Regions from separate parts of the Mus musculus genome. Here region 1 is linked to region 2. A link is a contact called in public Hi-C data. All regions are on one chromosome and are shown on one strand. The core of a region is the stretch at or near the end of the contact, and the rest is flanking DNA. Distances in the headings are between cores, read along the strand shown. Region 1 has its middle 20 kb from the start of 2310043L19Rik. Region 2 overlaps Sdccag8 (serologically defined colon cancer antigen 8).

Region 1 (6,017 bases), core at 2,671-5,170, 610 kb after region 2:
TATCTATTTATTTTATGTATATGAATACACTGTAGCTGTCTTCAGACACACCAGAAAAGGACATCAGACCTCATTACAGGTGGTTGTGAGCCACAATATGGTTGCTGGGATTTGAACTCAGGACCTCCAGAAGAGCACTCAGTGCTCTTAACCTCTGAGCCATCTCTCCAGCCCAAAACTACTTTTAATAAAAGTTTTGCTTAGTAACTAACTTTGCTCATAGATTTTTTTTAAACACCTTTGTCAGAGACTCCTGTCATAGCAGCAAAACTGCTTATCTGAGAATTTTCCATTGGCCTCTTTTCCCAGCCCCAGATCCTGAGTGTTCTCTTTAGTGACAAGGTTTCATCTCTTTGTTAATACATTTATTTATTTATTTGCTAACTTACTCATGCATTTCGGTGTATTTGCTCATGTGTGGGCATGCAAGCCGCCAGGCACCTGTGCAAAACTCAGAGGATAACTTTCGGATTCTCTTTTCCAACCATGTGGGTCCCAGGGATCGAAGTCAGATTATCAGGCTTGGCAGCAGGTGTCTTTAGCAATCGAACCACCTCATTGGCCCCGTTTTGGTTCTTTTCAACACTGGACCCCAAACAATACTGCTGACTCTGCACCCAGAACTATTTGTGTGGAACAACAGTAACCGTGGCAGCTAATGTTTTCCACGTGTTGGTTTATTGCCTGTGTAAACACCACAGGCTTCCTCCTTCCACATCCTCAGAGCGCATCTCCAGCCATTCCCTAAGTTAGCTCTAGGGTATTTGAAAATCTCTTTACTCTTTGTCCCCCACTAGCCTCCTAAATCCAAATACTCAACACCAAATCCAAACAGGTTGGGGGTAGAGGGGGGGGGCAGCGGTGTTCTGTGTAGGCCTGGCCCTTGGTCTCCCAACATCTCCTCACCCTCTCCAAAATGGAGGACTGTCACCCTGCCTGCACCGAGCCAGCGTCCATCAAGCTTCGTCTGTTCTGTTGAGACTTGGCACGCCCCTGCTCCTATGCTGCAGCTCACGGGCCAGCAGGCAGTGCCAGCCCTCAGCAGCCGCAGTCTGCACACGGGCTCTAGGCCGGCACTGGCTCACTCGCATCTTTCTGGGACACAAGGGAAAAAGAAAGAACACACTCGTTGAAACACTGGATCAGTAAGTCCATCACTCATGCACAGAGTAGGAAGCAATGGAGGAAAAAGAATGGGGACCCTCCTGACATGGGACGTGGAAACAAAGTAATGGAGAGCCATGTACAGCGCCCTCTGCCTCCTGCTGGAGTCAGTGCAGGTCCTGTGGCGGTTCCCTCCACTGTCTACTGGCACCCAGCTACCTTGGGTCAGATAGATAGGAAGCCTTGCTGTCCTTAGACACAGGTGAAATGTAAGCCCATATGCTCCTAATTACGGCACTATTCTACCAAGCCTTACAGTCTTGGAGAAGAAGTAGGAGAGGAAGGGTCAGGCTTAGCCTTCCCCGGGGGTGGGATACTGACTTTCTAACTGACTAGGAAAAGAGCAATTACTTGAACGCATTGAAAATCTAAAGTAGTGCCCTTCTGCTTCCTCTCAGCCAGAGACCCACTGAGTCATTTCTTCTCTTGTCCATCAAAGCAGGCGCTGCATCCAAGACATTGCCCAACTCAAATCCTGTAATTCCCTCTAAATCTACCCTAACCTTCCAAAGTAAGCTTGTTAGTTTAAAATAGACTTGTAAATAGCGCTCACCAGCTCATACAAAGCAAATAATGATTTGTACCTGAAAAAGGCGGTGTGGGGGGTGGGGTGGGGTGAGGAGGCATCGAGAGACAGCACTTAGCTCATTGATGAAGAAAGAACCATATACTCTGTGATCAATTGTTTTTGGTAATCTGCAAAACACATTGTTATCACTTTTCTATGAAAATAAAACACAAACACTACCTAAGCAATAAAATTATACAATAAAATAAACTACAGTGCCACCATGACTATCAACCTGCCCTGGTGGTTGATGTCTTCTTCCAGTCCTGTTTGTGTCCAATTCATTCACAGGATGAGGTTACAGTGCACCCTGCCCTCACTTTCAAGGCCGTTTAACACGACAAAATTAGTGTCAAGAAATAACTGAGTACACTGGGCAGTTTTAGTCCTAAAACCCAAGCAGCCTGGGGCCAGGCAGGGCATGCTCACTAGGTTCAAGCCACAAGAGCTTCGTGGGGCCACATTTAATTCCATGGCATAGCCTGGGCATCGGGCAAAAGCAGGGGATGGGAGAGCCAAGGGGACTTAGCATAAGTCAACATGTTTGTGGATTCTGGACCAGTTGCCAAGCCAGAGGACAGGGATGCCTCACAGGGGAGACAAAGCTCAGATATGGCCGGGCACTGTGCTGCCTCTCTTCAGCAGGGAGGAACCCCAAGATTCCTTCCATCTTGCTGATACCATAGTGTTCAGTGCCCCCAGGCTCTGTCGAAAGAGGGTCCCTGGAGGGGGGGCACTGTTTATTTGGCATTTGACCAAGGCCATTGGGGCTCCCTTCAGAAACATTTGATAGGGGGCCAATTATTGTCACATACGATGCGGAGAAAGGAGGTCAGTTTAAAGAAAGTTTAGATAAAACACCAGCAGCAGCAACAAAGCAGGCTCTCTACAGGGTGGCCATGCGGGCACAGTGTTTGTAGGGAAGGGACACTGACCCCATTCCCTTGCATATGGACAAAGAAGCTCAACAAAGGAGCTCACCAGCCCCAGTCACTCATAAGCATGAAAGGGGCCCTCACGCCTCCGCAGCCTGGCTGGGAACCAGAGGCGCCAGCAGCCATCACACAGTCGGCCCGTAACATAGAAAGGCCTTGGGTCGGAGCGAATTCTTTTGGGTAGCCTGCTTGTGACTTCAACGACCCGCCAAAGTCTACTGAGTGATGTTTGTCCCCGAAGTGTAAAAATATGGATTCCTTAAGGGGAGGGGGAAGAAAAAAACAAGGAGAGAAGTGGAGTTTTCATTTTGTAAGCTCTTGCTAGCTGTGGGCCATTCCATGTGACCTCGTTAGTTTTAACACTAGCCCAGAGAAGTCTGTTCCTGATTCTCCGCTGAGAAACCTGAGGATGAGATCTCGAATCAGGGGCTTACCCCGAGTGCCCTAAGGAAGCAGGAAGCAGGAAGCAGGAAGCAGAGCCCCATAGCCTGATTTCCATACCTCGTGTTCTTAACCTCTACGCTATTCTGGTCCCAAGCTCACGTTCAAGGTTCTTTTAGCTGTGTTGTTGAATCATTACTCTGTTCACGAGGAAAACAGTACACTTTCCCTAGTGATCGCAATTCATGTGGAATCTTACAGTACTCTTTTTTTTTTTTCTAATAGATTTGCACTTTGTGCAGGAAAGTAAAAGTTCCTAGAAGAGTGACCTTTTGCATCTCTAATTAACAAAGGAGGGGGGCGCTGCGTAACGACCCTTTAACAATTCTATCTATCTAATATTTAGACAGGTTCAGAAAGGCAGACTAGAGGGCCAAGAATGAAAAGCCGGGAACAGGAAGGTGGAGAGTGGAGAAGACCTTAATGGCATCAGGTTAAAGACAAGGTTTGTCTTCCTTTGAATTCTGAAACACTGCCACGCCCTGGAATGAACCTGTCAACTCTTCCTTCAGAGAGCAATGTTTCTCCGGGCAGGGAGCTGGCTGTGGAACACACTGAAGGACTCCTGCCCATGGGACAGAGTCTAATAGTGCTTTTTCCAGGGGTGGAACCCATGGCCCTGGGCCATCTCTGCCCTCTCAGCTGGACCCCACGAGGTCTCACCATGACAGCTGAGCAGGGTTAAGATTGCAGCCTTCAGCACACTGGAAAAAAACAGCTGCTCTGGGCCCTTTGCTTGCTGGCCTGTTCTCCACTGGCCAGTGGGACATTAAGGTCTTTGTTATTCACGCAGCAGTTGGAATCTCTGTCCATTTAAGGAAGGAAGCCGCAGGGTGATCCAGCCCTGGCTGTGCCACTAAGGAGTGACTCATTCACTTCTACCATGTGAACTGTGGATGAACCCTGGCCCTTCCTCAGACACGGTCTCGGCCTGCACTACATTAAACTTGATGGATTCTTAAGGAATATGTGCCATCTATATAATAAGGCAAATTAAGCCCCATGCAACCAGGAACCATGGCTGTTTGTTTTGATAACATTAGAAATTATGAAGGGGAGAGAAATGGGCCAAGTCTGGGAAAAGAACAAGAGTGTAGCCACATTGGCTTATCTCGAAAGGGACCGGAGCCAGGGTACGCTGGTGGTCTGGCGGACTGAGGGTTTCATACCAACGGCACAGTTGCTGGGAAAGACTAGCCAATAGCAGAATAAGGAACAGTCTGTAAGGAGAGGTACTACTGAGTTCAGTTCCTGCTCTGCTATATACTAGCCATGTCACCATGGACGGCTAGCTGGTGTCTCCTAGCTTCAGATTCTTCATCTATAGAATATAATTCCTACTTCATGAGTTTGCATAAGGGAAGAGCTAAGCACAGTCCATAGCAAAAGTCCACACCAATCACTGGAAAAAAGATTAAAATGTACATATATATATACATATATATGTATATATATATATACATACACATATGTGTGTATACACATATATGTATATATATACACACACATGCACATATATATGTGTGTGTGTGTACACATATACGTGTGTATATATATATATGTATATATATACATATATATATAAACATATAATATATAGTTTGGTCTATGTATATATGTGGCCACCTCTCTCTTTGTTTCTCTCTTGCTCTCTCTTTCTCTGAGTGTACATATACCTAAATATGTATGTGTAAATTATACATGAAAATAATTTGTGTGCATAAAAGTATATATGTGTGTATGTGTGTGTGTGTATATATATATATAAATCATATAATATAATAGATTGGTCTATGCATATATGTAGCCACCTTTCTCTTTGTTTCTCTCTTGCTCTCTCTCTCTCCCTCTCTCTCTCTCTCTCTCTCTCTCTGTGTGTGTCTGTGTGTGTGTGTGTGTGTGTGTGTGTGTGTGTGTGTGTGTGCAGAAGGCCTGAGCAGGCAGGCAGGCAGAGGGGACAGTACAGAGGAGACTCTAGGCTTCAGGGATTCAGTGCTCTCACCTGAGCCTGTGGGGCAGGGGGCAGGTTGCCCCCTGCAGAACCCCTGCAGCAGGCTGCAGAGGGGAGGCTGAGATTTGTCAGGTGAGTCCTTATCTCAGAAGTGCCTTCCTTTCATGTTGCCTTTGCTATTTCTAAAAACAGGAAACTAGAGGCTACCACAGCTGCCAAAGTTTCTTTCAGGGGAGAATCTATCAGAAATTAGTTAAGTGCTTCCAGGGTCAAAAATCAATAAGTCAGGCCTGTGTCCTCCCAGTGAGAGGGAAGAGGGGTGTGGAGATGAGGAGGAGGTGCCCTGCCTGCTACAGACTCCTGCTGATCCTGAGCCCAGGAGCCACCACCAGGACAGGAGCTTGCTTTTGCAGGCCTTCCTTGAACTGGCCAGGGAGTTACATTACAGGCTCTCTGGAGGGAGGCAGCAGCAGCCTGAGGAGTTGAATGAAAAGGCACAGTGGAGACTTCCAACCATGCAGCTAGCAGCTCATCCCCAGCTCTGAGCAGCTGCCATCCATGGCTTCTAACCATGATTTCCACCTCTCTCTGCATCCCATCCACACAGCAGGCCCAGAAGCAGCAAGGCCAGAGGAAAGGAACCAGAAGTTAGAAAGAATCACCACCACCATCACCACTGCCACCACCATCACCACTGCCACCACCATCACCACTGCCACCACCATCACCACTGCCACCACCATCACCACTGCCACCACCATCACTACCACCACCACCATACCACTACCACCATCACCCCCACCTCCACCACCACCATACCACTATCACCATCACCCCCACCTCCACCACCACCATACCACTACCACCATCACCCCCACCTCCACCACCACCACCACCTCAAACCCTTTACTGGTTGTCCCTACCTATATCCTAACTTTCCCTGGAGATCAAAAAGGGG
Region 2 (6,078 bases), core at 383-2,882:
TCTGTGAAGATAAGGATGTATACGGGTGCTTGCAGTGGTTAGTGGGGAAGCCTCTGGAAGTGAAAGGAAAAAAGACCATTTCTTATTCTCCATTCGAAAGGACCTTGAGCTGACAATCTTGACCTGCCTTGAACTCTGCCTATTCAGTCCTGTAAATTGCTTCAAGTTCACAGTTGTGAAAGATCCAAACTGGACACTGGGCAGAGGGCTCACACAATGGTAGAAGTATGCACTGGAGGGCTAGAGGGCACAGGTCAGCAGGGTCTGACAATACACTGACCACTATCTGGAATGTGTGTAAAACACCCAGTTGTGGTGGCTCCCGACACTCCAGGCATGTCTGGAAGCAGAACCCAGGCACCTCCATTTATACGCTATTGGGGTAATTTGTAAAGACAGAAAGAACCTCTTAGTTTGGAATTGTAGCCAGAAACAACTCCGTTTGAAAACCTTGGCCAAGGCATCCATGGCTCTCCTGAGCTTCTGTCCTCATCTGCTGCATGAGAATTAAGAGAACTGGGCATGTTAGGGTAGTGGTTTGCTCAGTGGGATCTTAGGAACTTGGTAGCCTGAAGTGCCCCATACTTGAGGTCACTCTCTCCCCTTCCTGAGAAGTTCCCATGGAGCCAGCAGTGACACCACCATCTCTACTGTGCTCAGGGCTCAGTGCAGAGTCCATCTCCTAGAGGAGGAACTGGATTTTGGTCATAACCCAGGTCTGTGGGCAGGTCCAAGGGAGATTTGGTTCATCAAAGTCCAAAGTCACCAGAGCCACCTTTGGTAACTAGGCTATTGTGACATATGATGGACTGGGATCTATGGCATGGTGAGCTTTGCCTTTGGACTAATCACCACCCTTTTTTTATGGCACACACAGATCTTAACATGGAACACGTATTTTTAGAAGCCTTTTCCTGAGTTTTAAAAGCTTGAGAATTTCCAAATTCACTGCACTTAAAAGAATATTGCAGGAAAAAGGTCTTCCTTTGCCAGTGGCAACACAAATGACTTGTCTACCCCTTGCTGTCTGGAGCATCTCTGATGGGGCTTTTTTATATTGAAATTCTACCCTGCGTGTTATTTTAAGATGACCACGGCGAAAGAAATTTGGCAGAGGTAATGGCTCCCTGTTGCAAATGCTGGGAGCAGTTGGAGGTTTTGCAAGCTCTTTGCACAGTCTCTAACCCAGTCCACTCTGGCACAAGTGTTACACTGGTCTCCATGTGCTGGCACTTGGTGGCCTGGGACTAATGTGAATCATTTTTTTGCCCAAAATAAACCTGAATTGTAAACTGATTTTTAAATGTGGAATCCTTGAAGTAAGCAAGTCAAAGTTTGACTGACTGTATGTATCTGGTTGGGGAAGAGGCTCCTCAGCGCTATGGAGGGAAAGGCTGTGCTCTGACCTGTCTCCACCTGGACTTCTGGGCATCTGAGGCTTATAGATGCCTTTGTGTCCAGTGTGGCAGTGGTGTGGCTGAAGGCCTCCATTTTCTCTGCCTGGATGAATTAAGCATAATAGCTTAATTTTGCATGTCAAACTCTGAAAATCTCTGTCTGCTCAGAACGCAAAAGAGAGTGGGTATTTTCTGACCCAGACAGCTGCTTGGGAGCTTAGTCACGTCCTTCAGATTGGCTCTATTTCCTAAGCCCTGGCCTGCTCAGAGAAAGAATGGTGGCCTCCAACAGGAAATGCCTTGTTTCTAAGCCTTGATTATTCTAAATGGCTTCTGTTTAGATTTGAGTCACACACAGTCTCTTGCCCATGAAGGGAACCTGTCCTGGTTGTAAGTGACTATGTACCAATGCCACTTTGGGCTGGAGAGCTTACACAGCTGCCATGTGGTAGGAAAGTGACTATGCAGGGTGCAGGGTAATCCTCCAGCTGGTTTATAGTATGCTCCTTCCTCAGGATTGACTAAAAATGGTGGCTTTCCTAACTTCTTCACTTACACTGGAAGGATGTGGACATGACCGTGCTGTCTTGGTCTTACCCTGGCGGTAGCCCTCTCAGCCTGACTCTGATATGAGAGCTGGACTAGATCCCTGTTCTCTCTCCTTGCCTGACTTGCCAGAGATGCCATAGTGGTAGTGTGGAGGTGGCTTGTGGGTAAGGACCATGGGGCCCAGGGGCAAGGCTTGACTGGGCAAAGCTTGGAGCAGAGTTGGGGTCAGAAGCCTAAACCCAAAGAGTAACATCTGGCCAGGAAGGGTGGGGCCAGCTGGCGAGGAAATTGTGGATTCTGTTCCTGGGGAGGATGGGTCTAGGAGAGGGAAGAGAACAGAAACGCTCTGTCCAGTGGGAGGGCTGTTTCTTCCATCAAGATGGGCTTGAGTTACTTACTGGGTAATGACTCTGGTTTCAGCTGCCTGGCATCCTGCAATAGCTGTCACCCTGAGCAGCCTGCCTGTTCAGTCCTCAGCATTCAGTCTGGGGAGGGATTCCCTTTGAGTCCCTTCTTATGAATCACTCACAGTTTAGAAAACAGAGTCGGAAGCTGCCGTGTCAGTGGTTAATCAGTTGGCCCTATGACTTTTAAGCATTCTTGGCAGAGAATGTACTTTCTAATTTGATTTAAAGTTGTGCAAGGATCGAGCAGCCATATGTGATTATATTCAAGATCATCGACATTATCTCATTACATCCAAGGACTCATTGAATAGAGTTGAAAATAAGCATGAGAGGCAAATCCTAGGGAGGGGTGGAGAGGCCTGCTTGTGAGTAGAAGCACACACAGGATTGAGTCTGGAGATGGGCAGCTCAAGTGAGGGTAGCCCAGACCCACTGGCTGGTGGGGAGTGGAGAGACAAAGTGGGGATCTAGAGATGGTCACTCTTATCTTGTCCTTTCTAGAGCCCAGGGGCTTTGCCTAGCTGACTTCAGGGCCCACACACAGTTAACTACCTGCAAGACAGATGGTGTCTTATGAATGGAACAGAAAATAGACTAAATAAAATAATTTACAAAGCCTCCTCCTGAACCAGGATTTTTTGGAAAGAATTCTAAATAGATGAAAACAAACAATTTGATTTCAACCAAATTGTTGTTTTTTTGTTTTTATCCTGATTTTCACCCGAATTGTCAGTCTCAAAAATAAACACTGATACATTCCCAGAAAATATTTTTCAAATAAAAACTGACTCTGTTAAAGTTTGCCCTGATTCTTTCAAAACTGTGTACAAGACACTGTCAACCAAAGTGACTTGCATATTTTTTTAAATCAACTTGAACATATGCAGCTACGATGTCATTAACTCCCTGCTGCTGGGTGTTTTTAGAGAATGACATAAGACCCTGGGCTGCATTTCTAACATAATCACGGGGAAGTCATGGGGACCTCCCCAAGCAGCTGAAACAGCACACAGCTTAGCAGTTCATCTAGGCGCCTTGTTTGCCACTAATACTGAGGAGCACACTAGACTTCACCTAAGAGGCCTGTTCTAAGAGCTCCCTTTGTCCAAGGCTGTGTACTTCCAGAGTAGGCATGGTGGGTAAAAAATGTTGAATTTTACATTGCTTCAGATGCATTGCTCCTCTTTCTGCTTTCTGAGTTAGACATTATATTTTGCAATATAAATTCACAATCAAGTTTTTAAAGGGAGCTAAATATTTTAATCCAATTAGACAAGTGAACAAAACACTGAATATTACATGCAGTGGAGATAAGTGGTTCTTGCCTTTAAAAGACTGCAATTCCGTCACATTACAACCCCAAATGTCAATGTTGTCTTCATTTGTAACACTTTCAAACACAAGGCAGCCAGAGGCTCCACTCTGCTGGTAGTGACACTGTCTGTCCTTTGGGAATTCTTAAAATTTATTTCCCATGGAAATATGATTCACATAAAACAAATACCTGCCCCTTTGCAGAGAAAGTGGTTGGGAGCCAAAATAATGACACATGCCGCTGGAGGGGCTCTGGTGATGAGATGCATGCGTAGAAGACACTTTGCAGGTGCTCCTGCAAGAGCATCCGTGTCTCTGGCCCATCCAGAGCTGCCTCCCATCCCTTGAAGTCCTGCTTTGTCTGAGGACAGCCTCTCTGCCCTGTCCACTTTCCCCTGGCTCTGGCTTCTGAAGAGGCAGCAGAGCCAGGCCATCCATGGAAGGGACCACAGCTGTCTTCAAAATCTCAGACAGGTGGTCAGCAAGGAGTCACTTGTTTATGGTGACTTGTGATTTCTGCCTTGCTTCATAGCTGAAAGTGGCCAGAATCTTGGTATTCCTACCAGAAACTCTGGCCTATGTTGGGGAGACTGCTCTAGGGTCTGGTGGGCACTGCTGAGCTTAGTAGCTATTACCACTTGCTAAGCTAGATGTCCTTCATAACCCACTACGGTCTGGAGCACACAGACAGGATACTCTATTCTCCCCATCTGGGTTGGTCATTCTGGATTGCCTCCTATCTTGCCCTTTAGAATGTTGTTATGCCAGCTGCTCAGTTCTTCATGGATATACCACAGCAGGCCTTGAAAATCATGGTAGGATCTGTACCTGGAGGTCACATGCTCTGCATCTTAAGTATAGGTTAGTTCCCATTTGGAGCCCAGGCCAAGTGCCACTGAATTTTGTAGTCACTGTCAATATCATAACAGGATCATGGGGCCACTGGAGAGAAATCATGTCATATTCTCTCAGGCAGATGGAATGATGTAGCCCAACGAAGGAGACATGTATGGGAAAGTGGAGCAGCTGGGTGCATAGAACCAGAAGGGAAGGCAAGCCATGGAAAGGATCTGAGGGCCTGAATGTACCTCTGTCACCTCAGAACAAGCTTGGAAGGACCACCGAGAAAGCCCTTACTCTTAAAAGTAGATGCCTACTGCCAGGGGTATAGGAACAGAGTGTTTGGGGCCCTCACCACATGAGGTAAGGTACACACAGAGAGCCAGAAAGAATGCTGACTTGAGCAGTTGTAGGACAGACACTAAAGGGCAGTCATTAGGAGGCTGAGGTGAGACCAGCCTGAGCCACACAGTGAGGAGTCCAACCTCAGTGGAAAGGAAAAGAAACAAAGGAAATGGCAGCCTGGACTACAAAGCAAGAATCTAATCCAGCAGGAAGAAGGGCTGGGGACCCTAAAGCATGGTCAACTGGGAAACACTTTGGGTCACCCCATACATCTCACTTCATAAAAAGCCAAGTTTAAAATAAACTTCAGAAATAAATTGAGCACAAAACCCAAGGTTTGGAGGAAAAGGCTGTGGTAGAAGGGAAAAGTGGAAAGTACGAAGGCCAGCTACACCAGGCTGTACCCCAGAATGCAAGGGCATCTCTCTTCTGTTCCCAGGGCAGTCAGGGCCAGAAGGCCACACCAGTGGCCATGGTAACAGGGGAGGGCTGAATGGAGAGACAGTTGTCAGAAGCTCAAGCTGAGAACATTGCCTAGACATACGCCTTCTCTCCGAGACCGAGACCACAGTGGCTGTAGAGTTGAGGACAGAAATGCACATTAGTAACACCTTGGACACATGACTGCAGACAAGTCAGACTATGATAGTAACTCACATTTTTGTGTCTCTGGTACTGTGTGGAAAGATCAGGAGGCACTAAAGAATGTCACTCTGGCAGGCAGTGTGGCAGACACACTCGGAGTGCGAGACTTGAAGAGGATATGCAGTGGCAATAAGAAACAATGTGCCTACCCAAAGCGAAGCCTATACTGACTGGAGAGGAACAACTCTTGCTCTTATGTGCATGTGACTTCACATGTGCTTGTCTTGCCTCGCATCCTATCATCCCAAGAGGCTGTCCCCAGTCAAAAGGGCAGGGCATGCAGCAGTAGGGAGCCCAGGGCTACCACATTATTAGATGGCCTTGGGATCACAGGAACCCAAAGACTCACAGAGAGATGCGTTTCTGGGTTAATGAAGATCCTGTGCAAAGCTCCATTCTCTGCCACAGGGCCTCACGCATCTGAACTGAAGGAAGGACTTTTTTCTGCCCAAGTTCATTCCCCTCTGACTTCTGAAATATACTTGTCATGGTTTGTGCAGATTCATGTTCAGTCACTTACTTTCTTGGGTTAGAAACCCTTGTGCCTAGGGGTACAGGATACCAGGCAGGCAGCAGTCTTA

The links. Hi-C and Micro-C count contacts between places; a contact is called where the count stands out from the background.
Region 1: a contact with region 2 is called in a Hi-C map of myocytes, with 2.1 times the contacts expected there. The contact joins two enhancer-like sites. A contact is called at or near these places in 1 of 484 Hi-C or Micro-C datasets (myocytes) and 3 of 115 datasets of contacts at active chromatin or transcription factors (embryonic stem cells, pancreatic cancer cells and stem cell-derived neural progenitor cells).

The regions. Positions count from the first base shown.
Region 1 is chr1:177,619,686-177,625,702 of GRCm38.p6, forward strand. No RefSeq gene overlaps it. Among named protein-coding and RNA genes, the nearest start is that of 2310043L19Rik, 20 kb to the right of the region's middle. Within about 2 kb of position 3,921, at least 133 of the 459 cell types and tissues checked have an H3K27ac peak or open chromatin away from gene starts, as enhancers often do. A contact at or near this core is called in myocytes and pancreatic cancer cells, where this site is marked.
Region 2 is chr1:177,012,804-177,018,881 of GRCm38.p6, forward strand. All of the region lies in intron 17 of Sdccag8 (serologically defined colon cancer antigen 8), which reads left to right. Among named protein-coding and RNA genes, the nearest start is that of Gm15423, 75 kb to the left of the region's middle. Within about 2 kb of position 1,633, at least 111 of the 459 cell types and tissues checked have an H3K27ac peak or open chromatin away from gene starts, as enhancers often do. A contact at or near this core is called in myocytes and pancreatic cancer cells, where this site is marked.